Linked DNA regions of Pan troglodytes: region 2 is linked to region 1. Evidence: chromatin contacts called from public Hi-C data. All regions are on one chromosome and are shown on one strand. Each heading gives the region's core, a stretch centred on a gene start, on an enhancer-like site or on the middle of the called end of the contact. The rest is flanking DNA. Distances are from core to core; before and after follow the strand shown.

Region 1 (2,700 bases), core at 110-2,609:
ATTATACCAATCCTTAAAAATAATCTGGGCTAAATAATCATAAGGCTAACTCTGATTCTGAACATTTGAACCTAACGTCGGATTTTGTGTGTTGTGTCTATTTTTCTACTTGCTACTTTCTTAACTTGCTTGACTAGCGTATATTTTGGACTATTCTCCTTTAATGCTGGTGGCCAGTAACAGTAATTAAAATATGTAGTCTTTCACAGATTGTGCTAATTATTGATGTTCTAGTAGTGGGTTGACTATAACTCCTTAACTAACATGTCCTTTCTGTAAATGTTTTAAAGTATTGGGTGTTTTTTTTGGTTTGTTTGTTTTGTTTTCCAGTATGGGGAGGGTTGGGGTTGCTGGCACAGAACTGAAGTAAGAGTAGGGTAACTGAGAATGTGCATATGCAAGAGGGTAAATTAAGTTGTGTGCTTATTTAATTAAAAGTGTAAGTGGTTTGTTTTTACTGCAAGATAAATGGCATATATTGGATCAATTAGAATGAACCAATTTAATTAACATATATTATAGTTTGATTTTTTAAAATTTGAAATCATGAATGACATTTTAGCAAGAATGAAAGAGATAATTTCTTCTGCAACTGGGCAGTGAATTCAAGCCTTTATTCAGCTTTCAGAAAAGACGATTATGCATCTTTTAAATATGCATATATATTATTAGTTTCAAGTTGCATTTGAAAACTGAGATCTGTTGAAATCATACCACTTCAAATGAATATAAATCAGTAGGGATCATTTTATAAATATTGAGGTTTCCTGTGATTCTTAACAAATTATCCCCTGAAGTAATAAATTTAATATTTATAATGCAGCTCTTTGGAACTGACAAGTCTTTTCCCCTCTCTGGAACTATTTTAGAATAATCTGGATTGGATATCTTTTTTGGCCCATATAAGTATTTGTCTACCTGCATTTCAAGACGATAGAAGCAATGACATTTTAAGAATTAAGAACAGTCTTTAGCCTTTTGTTACTTAAGATATGTGTATCAAACATGATAGCTGACCACATTTCATCATCTGTGATTTATGTGTTGGTAGTTTTGAAATGCCTGGGTTAAGAGAAATTACGTTCAGTTATCAGAAACTAATAAACATAAGATTTTTTTATATGCAAGAAAAGGCAGAGAGTAAATAATTGCACTGGTGACCAATACTGTAATAATCCTGTTTTACAATATGCACTTGACAGGTTGTAATAGTGCTAATTGAAGAGACTAATTCACACTTGCTTCATTCTATTCAAAGGCAAAATCAGCAGCTTGTTTTGCTTTTGACCAGATGGTCCTCATGAACACCTACTGTGCACTTTAAGTGCTTTACTAGAATTACAAAGGCCGGGGGCTGCGTTCGACTCCAAATGATTTGAGAAGAGAGAGAGAGAGGGGGGAAAAGAACCTCTGTGCTCAATGGATTTGGTGCAAGTAAATTAATTCTAGTGGACCCATTACACACTGAGCCCCCTTTTCAAAGCTCTGAGCCTCCTCGCTTGCTCTGTAGCAATGAGAAAGAGAAAGGCAGATTACTGCAAACAGAAATAAAAAAAAAAGGGGGGGTATGAAAGGGAGAAAAGAGGCCTTGAAGCCTTTCATATCATTTGAGTTTTTCAAGTGCGTTATTTTTGGGGAGGGTGGATGTATGAAAAGCCAATTGGAGTTTTTTTTGTTTTAAAGTGCGCTATTTAAGCACCATGAATATAGGCGCAAGAGCAACAGTTGACTGAGTTTACTGTGGTGAAGCTTTGTGTCCGAGGATGAATCAAATTCATTATATTCAACTCTTTGTGTTTTAACATGAATGTAGGGTTAGTTTCACAAGACTGTGTCTGTTTAGGATAATTATAATTTAATATTTTCCTTTCATAAAGTTATCACTGTAGATGTCTAAAATTTTAATCAAAGCAGATTTTGTACATTGACTTTGAAGCACCCTGACAGTTTAAAATTCAAAGGAAAGCTTTTTTAGTTTTCAAAAGAAAAGGAAGGCTCATTCTAATGGCATTGAAGCAGAGATTATTATAACTAATTAGAAGTCACACATCTGTTAGCTTTTGGTTTGTGACTTACTTATGTATTTTTTGAGTAAAATATATACTTTAAAAATATATTGCTGTTATTGTGTGAACCTAAAGGGATAAAATGCACTTAAAAGAGAACCATTTATTTGAGCCAACCATTTTTTGCAAATCTCTAGATGGTCCTATAAAAATATGTAATGTAATAAAGTACATTAAGTGTGAATTGCAGTTGTATAATTAATAATCTTACTTTGGAATATGCTTTCAAACAATATTTTCACACAGTTCTGTTATCATAATTCTGATTATTAACCAAAGTTATGAGATTAAAAAAACCTGTCCAGTTTGTACAAATTTATAGTTATTCCTTATCCTTAAAGCTGTTCATGTATAGTACTGTAATTTGGAATACTAAGACTGTGAAATAATTAGTTCTTATTGTAAACTATGTGGGTTAGGATACAAGGAATCAAATTTAGGAATATACATCACCTGCTTTTTATGTTTTTGTAGTTCTAAATTTAATTCTTGTGATATATTTTAGTGGCATTGTTTACTTTTGTTTGATGGCATATATTACCGCCACCATGTTCATTTTAATTTTAATTATAGCTATTATCAAAGAATACAACAAAATCATACCAATAGTTCATCATGATAATTGTAAATGTTT
Region 2 (2,700 bases), core at 188-2,687, 79 kb after region 1:
TCTTGCCACAGACCAGCCTAGCTACGGTGGACCCTTTATCCTCCATGGACATGTGAGCTGGCAGGGTAATCTTTCTTTTTTTTTTCTTTTTTTTTTTTTTTTGAGATGTAGTCTCGCTCTGTTGCCCAGGCTGGAGTGCAGTGGTGCAATCTCGGCTCACTGCAACCTCCACCTCCCGAATTCAAGTGATTTCCTGCCTCAGCTTCCTGAGTAGCTGGGATTACAGGCACCTGCCACCATGCCTGGCTAGTTTTTGTATTTTTAGTGGAGACTGGGTTTCACCATACTGGCCAGGCTGGTCTCGAACTTCCGACCTCAGGCCATCTGCCTGCCTTGGCCTCCCATAGTGCTGGGATTACAGGCGTGAGCCACTGCGCCTGGCCAGCAGGGGAATCTTTCTAGGGAGCAAGACAGACAGGAGTGTGGTCGGCACGGAGCCCAGGAGCTTTTGTGTGCTGGTCAGCTCTGGCAGAGATTAGCCATAGACACCCACCATCCAGGGCTCCTCATCTTCCTCTAGGAGGTGCTGGCCCCAGGTAACCTCCAACCTAAGAAAGATCGGGGCTGGGCCAGGTGCAGTGCCTCACTCCTGTAATCTCAGCACTTTGGGAGGCCGAGGCGGGTGGATCACCTGAGCTCAGGAGTTCGAGACCACCCAGGGCAACATGGTGAAACCCCGTCTCTATTAAAAATACAAAAAAATTAACTGTGTGGTGGTGCGCCCCTGTAGTCCCAGGTATTTGGGAGGCTGAGGCAGGAGAACCACTTGAGCCCCAGAGGCGAAGGTTGCAGTGAGCCGAGATCCCGCCACTACACTCCAGCTTGGGCTACAGAGTGAGACTCCATCTCAAAAAAAAAAAAAAGAAGAAGAAGAAGAAAAAAAGAAAGATCGGGGCTAACTTCCCCGTAAGACTGGGGCATATCTTTTCTGCAAGCCCTCCTGCTCACTGGCTCCTGCGAAGGCCCATTCCTAGCTGCCTTGCAGGAGTGTGTACACAGCACCCCCTCTGCAGCCCAGCCAGAGTGCATTGTTCCTCCTGAGTATTTTCCCAGTGACTCAGGAGCACATCAGAAACCCCAGCACAGCCATAACCCCACCCTGAGCTGTGGGACTTCCTGGTACTTCCAGGGCTGTGGCATGTAGCTTAGGAGTATGGAGCCAAGATCTAAGGCCAACACTTGAGCAGGGGAGGAGCCCCCACCATCAGAGGACTGAGAACTAGGGTAGGAGCAGGGTGTGCCTCCCTCCACAGGGCTGGTCCGGAAAGTGTGCGGCATATCTCCCTGCTCCAGCCTCTGCCTGAGGGGGCCCCATGGCCCGGAACACCTAACAAAAGAAAATGTGGGCACAGTGCCAGTGACTGGAAGGGGCACCCCCAAGGCTCAGAAGCAGACCTGGTGAGGGAGCCATCTCCTTCCCTCCCACACCACAGAGCACACCTGAGAATGCAAGAAAGTACAAAAGATCTATGTGGCTGGATATTTGCCTAGCTACTGGCCATTACTCTTAAGCACCATCTACTGGATCGCAGCTCAAACTGCAAAAACAAAAATTATCCTGCTAATATATACACCTGTGAAACCAAGTGCAAGAATTCACCCACACGTAAAGAATCAACACAAGAACTCTGGCAGTTGAAAAAGCCAGTGTCCCCTTACCTCCAGACAAGTCCACTAGTTTCCCAACAATGGTTCTTAACCATTCCAAAATGACTGCAATGACAGACACAGAATTGAGAATCTGGATGTCAAGGAAGTGCATTGAGATTCAGGAGAAAATTGAAACCCAATCCAAGGAATCTAGCAAAATGATCCAAGAGCTGAAAGATGAAATAGCCATTTTAAGAAAGAACCAAACTGAATTTCTAGAGCTGCTAAGTTTACTACAAGAATTTCATAATACAATACAAGTATGAACAACAGAATAGACCAAGAGGAGGAAAGACTCTCAGAGCTCAAAGACTGGTTCTTCAAATCAACTCATTCAGACAAAAATAAATTTAAATTTAAAATTTAAAACAATGAACAAAACCTCCAAGAAATGTGGGATTATCTTAAGAGACCAAATCTAGGCTGGACACGGTGGCTCACGCCTATAATCCCAGCACTTTGGGAGGCCGAGGCGGGCGGATCACGAGGTCAGGAGTTCAAGACCAACCTGGCCAACATAGTGAAACCCTGTCTTTACTAAAAATACAAAAATTAGCCAGGCGTGGTGGTGGGCACCTGTAGTCCCAGCTACTTGGGAAGTTGAGGCAAGAGAGTCGCTTGAACCTGGAAGGCAGAGGTTGCAGTGAGCCGAGATTGTGCCATTGCACTCCAGCCTGGGAGACAGAGCAAGACTCTGTCTCAAAAAAAAAAAAAAAAAAAAAAAAAAAAAGAGAGAGAGAGAGACCAAATCTACTATTCATTGGCATTTTTAAGAGAGAAGGAGAGAGAATAAGCAACTTGGAAAATATATTTGAGGATATAGTCCATGAAAATTTCCCTAATCTCACTACAAAAATTGATATGCAAATCCAGGAAATACAGAGAACCCTGGTTAGATACTATATGAGATGACCATCCCCAAGGCATGTACTCATCAGATTCACCAAGGTCAATGTAAAAGAAAAAATCTTAAAGGCAGCTAGAGAGAATGGTCAAGTCATATACAGAGAGAACCCAATCAGGCTAGACAACCCCGTTAGCAGCAGGCCT

The links. A called contact is a pair of places that touch in the nucleus more often than the background predicts.
Region 2: a contact with region 1 is called in a Hi-C map of induced pluripotent stem cells, with 2.2 times the contacts expected there. The contact joins two enhancer-like sites. A contact is called at or near these places in 2 of 7 Hi-C or Micro-C datasets (induced pluripotent stem cells and stem cell-derived neural progenitor cells).

Annotation. Positions count from the first base shown.
Region 1 is chr1:180,322,777-180,325,476 of NHGRI_mPanTro3-v2.0_pri, forward strand. All of the region lies in intron 7 of FAF1 (Fas associated factor 1), which reads left to right. Among named protein-coding and RNA genes, the nearest start is that of FAF1, 260 kb to the left of the region's middle. Within about 2 kb of position 1,360, at least 11 of the 24 cell types and tissues checked have an H3K27ac peak or open chromatin away from gene starts, as enhancers often do. A contact at or near this core is called in induced pluripotent stem cells, where this site is marked.
Region 2 is chr1:180,402,169-180,404,868 of NHGRI_mPanTro3-v2.0_pri, forward strand. The region is part of intron 8 of FAF1 (Fas associated factor 1); the gene reads left to right. Among named protein-coding and RNA genes, the nearest start is that of DMRTA2, 200 kb to the right of the region's middle. Within about 2 kb of position 1,438, at least 9 of the 24 cell types and tissues checked have an H3K27ac peak or open chromatin away from gene starts, as enhancers often do. A contact at or near this core is called in induced pluripotent stem cells, where this site is marked.